Regions from separate parts of the Mus musculus genome. Here region 1 is linked to region 2. A link is a contact called in public promoter capture Hi-C data. All regions are on one chromosome and are shown on one strand. Each heading gives the region's core, a stretch centred on a gene start, on an enhancer-like site or on the middle of the called end of the contact. The rest is flanking DNA. Distances are from core to core; before and after follow the strand shown.

What was found. Promoter capture Hi-C pulls out the DNA fragments that hold promoters and counts their contacts.
Region 1: a promoter capture Hi-C map of hematopoietic stem and progenitor cells shows a contact between it and region 2. The contact joins the enhancer-like site here to the promoter of Mbd5 in region 2. A contact is called at or near these places in 10 of 39 promoter capture datasets (the C10 cell line, the HPC-7 cell line, HPC-7-derived erythroid cells and 8 more), 11 of 115 datasets of contacts at active chromatin or transcription factors (acute myeloid leukemia, embryonic basal ganglia, embryonic forebrain and 8 more) and 3 of 9 other capture datasets (adipose tissue, liver and pancreatic islet).

Annotation. Positions count from the first base shown.
Region 1 is chr2:49,272,724-49,278,371 of GRCm38.p6, reverse strand. Mbd5 (methyl-CpG binding domain protein 5) reads right to left here. Exons shown (of 17, transcript NM_029924.2): 12 at 5,315-5,648; 13 at 3,598-3,809. Among named protein-coding and RNA genes, the nearest start is that of Gm25215, 120 kb to the left of the region's middle. Within about 2 kb of position 2,166, at least 32 of the 459 cell types and tissues checked have an H3K27ac peak or open chromatin away from gene starts, as enhancers often do. A contact at or near this core is called in acute myeloid leukemia and hematopoietic stem and progenitor cells, where this site is marked.
Region 2 is chr2:48,947,241-48,953,013 of GRCm38.p6, reverse strand. It overlaps Mbd5 (methyl-CpG binding domain protein 5), which reads right to left and starts at 3,506. Exons shown (of 17, transcript NM_029924.2): 1 at 3,465-3,506. It overlaps Orc4 (origin recognition complex, subunit 4), which reads left to right and starts at 3,747. Exons shown (of 14, transcript NM_011958.4): 1 at 3,747-3,897.

The DNA of each region.
Region 1 (5,648 bases), core at 917-3,416, 330 kb before region 2:
GATAAACAAGGAAGCACAAAGAACAAGAATAAAAATGAAAGGAAAAAACCATTCTGTATAGAAAACCTCACACATTGACTGTATTTTTATATTTGGGTAATTTTTTTTTAGTTGAAGCAGTTCAACAGATCTTTTAAACTCATCATTGCCAAGTGTTTTCTAGAAAAATTAAACTTGAGGTAGTTGGACACAAGGTGTTTCCATGTGTTTGCTCAATGGTCTTACAGGCATTTGAAACTTAAGATTGATAACTAATTTAACTAAGTTAAATATAAGATAAAATAAAATAAATTCCTTTTCTAACAATGAATTACTTTGGTATGACATTACACATGCTAACTTTTATTTATATTTATTTTGTGTATACAATGTGTGTGGGCACACATGTCATGGTGCATGTGTGGAGATCAGAGGACAATTGGGTTGCCAGGCTTGTGAGAAAAGAGCCTTTACCCTGTTATGGTTTGTACATGCTTAGCCCAGGAAGTGGCACTATTAGAAGGTATGGCCCTGTGGGAGCAGGTGTGGCTTTGTTGGAGTAGGTGTGTCACTGTGAGTATGGGCTTTAAGACTGTCATCCTAGCTGCCTGTAAGCAAGGACTCTGCTAGCAGTCTTCAGATGAAGATGTAGAACTCTCAGCATCTCCTGTACCATGCCTGCTTGGATGCTGCCATGTTCCTCCCGTGATGATAATGGACTGTACCTCTGAACCTGTAAGCCAGCCCCAATTAAATGTTGTCCTTACAGGAGTTGCCTTGGTCATGGTATCTGTTTCATAGCAGTAAACCCCTAACTAAGACGCCCTCTTAGTTATCTCACTAACCAGACAGGATATTTGTTGAAGTCTTTAGACTGGGTATTAATTCCTACTCTTCATTCTTATCAGACCATTTCCTGAGATGCATCCTCATGTTGCCACAAAGAACAATGGTTGTCTATAGAGTGACTATCCGTTAGGAAGAGGCAAGGGGAAGGGATGTCTGTATAGGAAGCATTAACGCAGTTTGGAAAAAAAATTCTATGGCTTCTCTAATTTTGCAAACACTGTATAAGAAATACTGTGACAGATTTTAGGTCTAATATCATCATTAGTTATCAATCTTAATTTCTACTCATCTCTGGCCAATAGACCACTCCCCTCTGGTCTCTACTTACTTTCTTACTAAACCAGCACCTAGGATCCAATGGCACATCAGCCACTCTTTTGCTACTACCCCCCGCCCCCTTGTCTGGACTTGCCAGATAAAATCTAAATCTTAGATAACTTTAAATTCTGGTTTTGTCTACATCCACAGGAAGGTAAAGTATTTTATGAATAGATATTTATGTTTTCCAACCTGGCCTGTTGCTGCTCCTTCAGTCCTGTGACCTTCCAGTCAGGAATCATTTTCTCCACAACACTCTCTCTGTACTTCTTCAAGATGATTGCCATATCATTTCCTAACCTATTCTTGGTAGATAGCCCTACTTACCAGAGAAAATGAAGCTCATGGTAAGATCTGTCACACTCCGACAGTTCTTGATCCTTAATAGCTTATATTTCTCATAAGTTATGCTTTGCTTACATTTTGTCCAGTTTTCCATCTGCTCTATGGAAGAAAGCTCTGTACTTCCCTTTCTTCATATTTACATTCATGTACTTTTTTGGCTCTTTATTTTTAGCATATGATTATGTTCATGCCTCCCTATGTAGAAGGTCAGTGCTCAACCCAGTGTACCCTCTGGAGCATTAACCCAGGCCCCCTGCTCTTCACAGTGTCAGTTTGGTTTTTGAAGCAATACCTCATTTTACAAGTCTCAATGTCTCTATTTGTCATTCTGACCATTGCAATATGACCCTGCTTCTACCACTTCCCCAAACTGTATTCTCCCGGAGTTACTCTCATGTCCTAACAGCACAGTGAGCTGGCTGCAGGCTTTAGCTTGCTTTCTGGATGCTGTAGGTATGCACATCTTCCATTATGAATTAATTTATTATGTATGTGTGGATATTTCATTCTAGGTGAAAGATGTGTTCATCACCATTCTTTACTAAACCAACACTTCTCTGCCCTACTCTATCTTACTTCCTTTCTCAGAAGAAAGAAAGAAGGGCTGTAGAGCACCCTGGCAGACACTTAAACTATTAAAGCATGTAGCAATACCTAGTTTCTCTTCTCCATCCTTCCCTTTCACGGTATGAGGAAATGTACTGCACCACTCTTCTGCTAATACTATGGTGTCAGGATTTCGTAGTCTTGGAGGTCTCAGCATATTTGAGCGAATAAGACTACCTAATCTTTTAAGCTTATAGATAGATGGATATTATGTAATAAAATTATTTTCTGATTCATCAATACCTTAGAGCCTCTTAATTTCTGACTCATGTTGTAATGAATGCTCTGCTATGTGCTCTTCTATTCACATGTGAAGATGTCTCTTAAGTCAAACATATGTGAATTAAATGTCTGGGCTAGTGAACAGATATGTGTTTAGACACACATATACACATATATACAAATATGCTTACGAACTTGATAAACTACCAAATTATCTTCCAAAAGAAATGAGCGAGGCTGGATATATAGCTCAGTGGTAGAGCATTCCCACAGCTTGTACACGGCCTCACTTAGCTTTGAACTCTATCAAAAAGAACAAAAAAGCTAATAAAGCTTAACCAGAATCCATATGGACCAACAATAAAATCAAAGTGCTGATTCCTTTATACCTGTACCAGCAGTGCATGCCATCAATGGGAAATACATAGTAATGGACATATTGGTTATTCTTTTCATGATATTAATAATTAATATTTCATTTCCTGTGAACTCTCTGTTTATAATTATTCCTTATTTTTCTAGTCAATTATCCTTTCCTTCTTGATTTATAGGAAGTATACTAATATGAAGGGTGTCCATATATGGCATGCATTATGTATATATTTCCTGACATTTGATACTTCTATAACTTTGATCATATAGAAATTAATATTTTTGTATTAGTTACATATTTTTCTTTTAACCTAATGGTTTTATATCTTGCTTAAATAGCTTCCTCTGTTTTATTATTTATAGTCTGTGGTGGTGTATGTCTATAAGTCCAGCATAAGGGAGTCTGAGGAAGAGGGTGCAAATTCAAGACTAGCTAGCTTGGACTACATAGTGAGCCCCACCCTTTTGTTTGTTTTTTAAAGTGTTACATCTTTAAAAAAATATTGTATGTTTCTTTTTTACACTGATATAGCATAACTCTTTCTATATAATCTTTAGCATATTAGTCACCTTTGTAGAAGTAGTTGGCCATGTGGCCTAAATCAGGAGGAGAGGGTAGTGGAAGCTAACATGGAAGAAAATGTATATTAATTATGACAGTAATGTGTGCACAAGGCACAAAAGGGCATAAGAGGGTAACACTATCAGTTTTCACTCACATTTCCAAAAAAACTACTGCCTTATACAAAATATAATTATCTTTACAGAAAGGACTGGGATGTTTAACAATAGTCAATATTAAGAAATAACTGTCAATAGGCTCTAAAGGGTACTTTTTCATTCCTTCTCTATTTCAATAGAACCAGACATTGTTTCCAGCTAAAGTCATGTGTGGAAGGAAAGTACCTGGAAGTTCTGAAACAGACAAGCCATGGGGTTATTGTTAGCTGGGCAAGGGACTGTGGGTTGTCCTTGGAAGGCCTGGAGATTCTGGTGTCCCTGGAGAAGGTGTTGCTGCGGCTGCTGATTTGGAGGAAACATCTGATTGCTGTTTAGTAGCGACTGTAGATGAGTCAGTTGATGGTTATTCAATGAATTGTTTATGGATGATATATCACCTACAGTTTTGAAAAACATAAAGTATAAGTAAACGTGCTTCTTCAGAGAACTAACTTATGGTTGTCTTTGCACCTGATAATTTCTGAAACAAAAACTGAAAGCTGAGCTTCATAGGAAAATTGGTCATTTTTTTTTTTTAAATCAGCCTTACTTAGTTGTAAGTAAAGAATACCTTTAGCATTTAGTTTTATCTGTAAGGTCAGCCTTTTATTTTATACTACATAAAAATTACTTAGTCATTAATGTTAAACTTCAGAGCTAAGTGTCCCTATGTTTATTTTTATTAGAACACCTACAGTTAAAGGTTGAAAATTTTCCTTAGCAATTACTTAGCAGTAAATAGTTGAGCAGATGATGATAAAGAGTGGGTATAATATAGTCTCATTTATATAAAAAAATCAGCTTTAAGTCATAATCATCAATAAATGCCACCAATTAAATTAAGTGCTTAGTTTTGAAATACTCATTTTGTTGCTCAGTTAAATGTTAGTCAGCTAAAATTAAAACTGTAAACCCAACAATACAAAAGAATTCACTGCTATAGCTGTTATGAAGATTTTAAAATCAATGATGTCAATGGATAGCATTAGTAACTGATACATAGTTAAAATTTAGAATTGTCTTAAGTTGTTTAAATTCTTTTGGGAACAATTTTGTAACCTGAGTCTGTATGTTTATTATGATTTTTTTGGTTAACTATATTTTAGGTCTAGACAAAACTAACTGCACTGCAGTATAATTATAAAAGTTTCCATAAAGTAATGTACATAATTAGCTCTGCAGTGCATCAAGATGCTCTTGACAACACCATGTACTCTTGCTTCTATTTCTGGGTTTCACTGGCACTTCCTATCTATCCTTCTCCTTGGTGTTACCTGCACCCACCATTATAAATACTTGACATTATTTCCAACTTTTTCCTGATAAGCTAACCTATAAAAAGAAAGGTATTTATGGACAAATCCATTATTATAAAAATGATAATTCTGAGGAAACCTAGTATTATTTAGAGGGACATTTTCCTTTGTCTTGGGGGAAACCCCAGCTTGGGGTATTTTGATTTCTGGCCTTTTTAGTTTTGCTTCTCAGGGTTCACCTGGAAGTACTTCCTCCAACTGTTCCCACCCTAGTGCAGCTGCTCATACCAACCCTGTGATGCCACACCAACTACAGTAGAAATGAAGGCTCTTTAGAAGATGCAGACTGTACTTGGCTGAAGGGAGTGGTAGGTAGGTTAGGTTCAGGTGGCATCAGAATTAGAAGATAAGAGGAAGCAGATTACAGTGGTATTTAGTAATGCTAGAATCAGAAAAGGAAAAAGCCATTTTGATGTTTGTTTAGCTATAGTTTTGTGTGGGTGTTGTTATATTTAATTACTTAAATAAACTGTGACATAATGAAGACATTTTAAAAAAATAGTGTGACAAAATGTAGTTTTAAAAAGGAGAATAGAGAATTAGAAAAACGTTTCTTAAAAAAAAATTTGTGAAAAAATTGAACTTACCAAGCAGACCTGTCCCCAGTAGAGGGTTAAGTAGCTGTGGCACCATAGAGTTACTGTTGAGTTTAGCTGGACCAGGTGGATTCCCAGCATTATTAGATATATTCAGCAATGTTTCTGCCATTGACACCACTGCTGTCCCACCAAGTGTTGAGACAGTCAGTGCTGCCACTGCTGATGATGTAGTGGTTGTGGTAGTGGTTGCCTGGGAGGAGGTTGCTATGGAAACCTCTGGATGAATAGCGGTGTTGGCCGATGCCGAGTTCAGGACACCCCCCAACAGCTGGGGATTCAAGGCCATTAATCCTGAGGCCCCAGTGACAGCTGGGAGGAGCAG
Region 2 (5,773 bases), core at 2,257-4,756:
AGCAGTTGAGAAAGTAGGACTGATTCAGAAAGGTGATAATCCACAAGCAGTGAAATCAGCACTACTTCATTGTAATGGGCAACAACGAATTTCTATAGCTTTACAAATGGGCAAATTATAGTTCTAAAGTCATATACCTTCACGTTCATAGAAAAGAACTAGCTTAGACAGGCATAGTAGCTGCTCACTTTTCCTCCCAGGACAGAGGAAGCAGAGGGTAGGTGGATCTCTGTGAGTTAAAAACAACTCTGGTCTAGATCATAGAGTTCCAGATCATAGACTCAGTCTTGAGAAAAGCCTATGTAGACTACTTTCAATAACTACATACGGAAATAGGCATGAAAATTTCATTTCTGGCATAAATAAATGAATAAAATAACAACAGCAACAAGAAACAAACAAAAAACCAATCATAGAATCCTTCAATTCTTCAGTACTTCTAAATATCACAGCACATAAAGGGTTAGGTAATATGACCTCAAAGGTATTATCTACGTGAAAGATTATCCTCCTAAAATATCAACAGTATTTAACACTCGGAATATAAGTTATACTAAAACTAGAATAAAAGGTTTTTAAGTCATGCCATTATCCTATTTACAGAAAATGCAGAGTCTTCTAATCAAAGTAGGACGGTTATGTAGGAAACAGGTGAATAGGAGCGGTTCCAAAGGAACTAATACAAGATATGGTAGCACTGTAACCCCACTGCTCACAAGGTTGAGGCAGGGTGGCATGAGCTCATGGACAGTCTCAGCTAAGTATCTGAGACCCTGTCTCAACAAAAAGGAAATACAAAGTAAGCACAGGCATTAAATTCCAGATTGAAAATTTTTACTTAGGTGCCTACTAGGCCAACACTCTCCCAACTGTCTATACAAGCTGCATACTTATAATTTTATCCGTTACATTACGGTTACTAGTTTTTAAGAAGACAGGAAATCTGAGGTGGACCAGTAATAGTATTACTATGGGAGAAACAACTTGGGATTAGCACTGATTTCTGCTTAAGTGAAGCAATCACATTTCAGAGAAAGGTGAAAAAAAGTGTTCAAATTCATAACAGAAATCAAAGAATTAGGACCATATTGATTACTGCTATAATTCCCCACTCTCTGTGTAAATGTCTACTTTTATATATGGTTGGTAATTAAAATTTTACTAGACAAGTTCTACATATGAAGTACTTTTAGGTTACTAAAATATGCATATATCATGTTTTGGCTTTACAATCAAGCAAAAAATATGAAACAAAAAAAAAGGATCATCACAGTGTACTACTACGTCAAAGATCACATGCCAAATGTCTTTATAGATTTATTTCTTCAATCCTTTTTGCTGATTGAATGACTGTTTTTCTATTGCTGACATAAATTATGGAATAAAAAAAACCAATGCGGTTTTTATAAAGTGAAAGAGAAGCATACAGATAGAATATGAATGTGTGTATCCATTTTCAAAGAAGGCTAAAGAAATGGATAAATGAAACAAAATATTACCTCCTAATGTAAGCTGTAACCATGAGGCCTACAACAGAAATATATTTTTAGTACTGCTGGAATAAAATTTGGCTCTATTTTGAAATATAGGTATAATATATAAATATAAAGAAAATATAGCACTATAAAATGAAAGCCATAAGAATATATCATATAGGAATACAGAATAGTTATTTTTAATCAAGACTGCTACTCTATAAATCTAAATCTAGATTTACCTTTCGATTGTTGCCAACTATAACAAACTACAACTTCATGATTTTTTAACTCATTAAAGTTTATTTTGGAAATTAATTTTGTTACATATGTGAACAATTTGTTCACAACAAAAATTGAGATGAAAACCTCTTCTCGGTTTACAACAGTAAATAAATAATTCAGTTAAAACTGAAGTGATACCAATCCAGCAAAATATTGATGGGGATATCTGGCCTTCTATGCAGCAAGAACAACATAAAGTTTTCAATGGGGATTACTTGTTCAGACAAGTTACAACGATTAGAGGGGGAAAAGTTAGTTATGAAATATCTAATATTTCCATGTTGTGGAAAATGAATACCAGAAAGGTATGTGGGAAAAGAGAATACCAATGGCATTTAAACTTTAAGCATTTTAAGCTTTAAATATATAGTCAAACATGAAGCAAATATTTTTTACAAAAAAAAAAAAAGAGAGAGAGAGAGAGACAAGTGTAAAATCCAACCAAAGGCCTTATGAAGTAAAATTTGAAATTCGCTATGCCATTCAGACAAAATGAAAAATGGAGAAGCTAAACACCTAACGTAAAACCAGTCAAGTCTTTCAACACTAAAGTCAATATCCAAGCCACAGACAAGCAAAGAGAGAGAAACACTCAGGTCTACAACTGGTTAAAGCAGTTCCAACACAATTCAGATCCCGACATTTTCCCACTCAGAAACAAATGCAGGCAGCTTTTCCTGAGGAAAGAGGAAAAAAAAATCTCTCCAAACGTAATTTTTTAAGTGACATCCAGAAAGTATGCCTCTTTTCTGTCTCTTTCCCTGGCGCCTCATTGGAGGAAGGAGGGGGTTGTTTTTGTATTCTCCCCCAGTGAAGCAAGACACAATCAGATGTTAGCTGGAGAAAGCACTTTTGACAACAGCAAATAAAAATAAAAGTGTCCTTCCTTCCCTGACAGGGTGGACACCCCACCTCACACACCCCTCCTCACTCCCGCCCCTCCTTCACTCCCCCCCCCCCCAGCACCACCCCCTCCTCACCCCGGAGCTCCACTGCGTATGAGGTTTGGTGCTACTGCTGCCCCGGAGTGAAAGTCAGAGCCAGAGGAAGGCAATGGAGCCCCCACAGACACACTTACCTTTCCTGCCCCCCACTTTTGAGTGCCTTCCCTGGAGCTGTGGAGGATGACACAAAGGGTAATAAAGGGGGGGAGTGGAGGAGGAGGAGGCGAAGGAGGAGGAGGAGAGCTGGGGAAGTGGCTGCTCCCGGTGTAGGGAGATGTCTTCAGCCAGGGCCAAGCAGCAGCAACAGCAACAGCAGCAGCAGCAGCAGCAGTAGCAGCAGCAGCAGCCAAGGGTCTGTGTTGCTAAGAGGCTTTTGGTCTCTTTCTCTCCTTCTCTCCCGGCCACAGAGAAGGAGGGTGGAGGGGGCTCTGGAAGCAGGCGTGTGGAGGGCTGAGCGGGTAGGAGTCGTGGATGGGGGTTTTTCTAAGAAGAAGAAACTCCTCTCCTCTCTCAGGCTCAATTCCCCCACTCGGGGCTCAGAGCTGGAGGGTGGGGGAGGAACTCGGCCGCCTTCCCCCCACCCCCCTCAATTCAAGGTTGAAGTGGGGTAAAATTAGTGTCCTGTCCCTTTAAAAATAGAAATAAAAGGTGCCCCCCCTCTGCCACTGCCTCTCTCTTCATCATCAGCTGCTGCTGCTGCTGGGGTCTCTCTGCTTGGGGGGGAGGGGGGGCTCGGGGAGACGAGACGGGAGGCACTCACTGCGCATGTCCCGTTCTGACGGGAGGCTGGTTGGTGGAAGGCAAGGAGGAGGGGGAGGGGAGGAAATGAGATGGTTTTCCCAGAAGGCTCCAAGGCGCTGGCGACCCGGAAGCCATTGTAAGCAGGGGGTAGCCGGGCGGGGGCGGGAAGAGGGAGGAAGTTGCTACTCTAGAGCAGCCCCAGCTGCCTCCTCCCTCCTCTGGGAGAGCGGAGGGACGGAAGTAGGCGGGGACCGACCTGAAAGCAGGTCACGTGGTGGGGCGGAGCGGGGGCGGGGCCGCCAAAGCCGGCCGGTCGCCGTGCATGCTGGGAGTTGCTGTGCGCGGTGGGCTGCAGTAGGAGCAGCGGGACTGAGAAGGTGGTGAACATCCTTCGGTCCTCACCGTCGGCGGCGGCCGGCTTTGCCCGATTTAGGCAGGCTTGACTGGGAGAGGTAAGGCCGGTCTCGTAGGCAAGGTGAGGGCCGCAGTGGCTACGGGCGGGTGGACAATCTGAGGGGAGTGGGAGGCTCGTGCAGGCCGGGTAGGCCTAAAGCAGGAGGCCTGCCCCTGGCTCTCGGCTTCCGGGAGCTGCTGTGGACGAAGCGGGCACAGAGCTCAGCAGAGACGGGCTACAGAAGGCTTTTGGGTGAGGAACATGATTGGGCAGTGTTGAGAGGTCAGGTTCTCTGCAGAGAGAGAAGCACTACCTGCTTTAGAGCGTGCGACATATTTGGAAAAACCTAACCAGATGTGTGCCTTTTGATCAGCTTCTGCGGTAGCCTTGCTCATACACATCCTGCCTTCCTGACTTTTCTGTTTTCTTTGGGATTTTGGAGAAGCTGTAGGCATGTAGGCAAGGAACGGGCAGGAAAGGTCTGAGTGAGGGCTCCCTGCATGCTCTCTGCCTTAATGCTGCAAACACAAAAGACTGCCCGTTTGAGGATGCTTGGGATTGTTTGGTCTTTCATACAGAGTTTTGTCACTAAAAAAGAAAAGCCTTGAAATATTCTTTTCTTGTGGAGCTAAAGAGAAAGCTTTTTGTCTGGGTGTTTCTTTTTTTTATAGTGAAATAACGGCTTCTTTTTCATTTTAACTTTCTTCGTTAGTCTTTTAGCTGGTTTTTGTCAAGATACATCGGAGGACTATTACCTCGTCTTTAATAATCCAAGTTACATTAAAAAAAATTCAAAATCGGAGATCTTCGCACTTACTCTTACTTAGTCTTAACTATTTTAGTTCTGCTCAGTAGGATTCAGTCTGTTAAAAGTTACACATTTTCCCGAATTGTTCTTGGTGCAAGTCTATACAGTACGCTATTTAATGTATCCATTGCACGGTGCTTTTTTTTTTTTTTCCTTCGTCCTAGGGAGGTAATTATGTCAGATGGGTTCAAAACAAAACTCCAGTGCCCTAAAATTTTTATTAGAAAACCAAGTCTCAATCTTCTTATAGAAAACTATTATGACCTAGGTAAAACTTTTAAATCCTGTTTTGTGTAATGGCCTAAGTGTGTGGGAAACTGCACAAAACACAGATGTAGAGAACGACTGTAGCATACATAACCTGTAACCACTATGAATCAAGAACCAAAACATGGGTAGCAGCTGGCAGGAACAGGCCCACTAATTGCTTCCAGGCCTCTCTTCCTCTGGTGCCACCTTACTATTATCTTGATTCTTGTGATTCACTGCTTTTCTTTTAGTAAAAATGTATGTCAGCGCTTCTAAACAAATTCTCAATTGGCCTCTTTTTATCTGCTTGTAGGTAGGTAGTTCACACACCCTATTAAGTCGGACCCTTTATTTACCTGGCTGAGATTTGACCCTGTTAATACATTTTGCTGTAATTTATATATTTTTTTGTTGTGGTGTAAGAGTTTCTAAGGTAAAGGCACTGTTTTTATAACTAAGCCACCATTAGTCTTAATGGACTTTGACTTGTATTCATTTCTTTACTACTAAATGATCTACATAGCTACATAATAATGATCTGAATACTACATAATTTTATGTGAATATAGCTATGTATTTTTATGAGTTGTATGTGGCTGTCTTCAGTTTCACCAAACATTTAGACTGGCATGCTGTCTCATCCCCCGGCCTCAGGTGTGAGCGAGCCTTACTTGTACCTTCTCACCAACAACTAGCTTTTAATTTTGTCAATCTAATGAGGGTAGTTTTATAATTTGCTCTGTGTTGAGTAAAGTTCTGTACTGGTGATATTGACTGTTTTCAGAAACTTGGCTGTTTGGATTTATTCATTCAGAAATTGTCTTTTAAATCATCCTTTTAAAGTCTTTTGTATAGTTTCTTTTTCTATTTTGCTGTT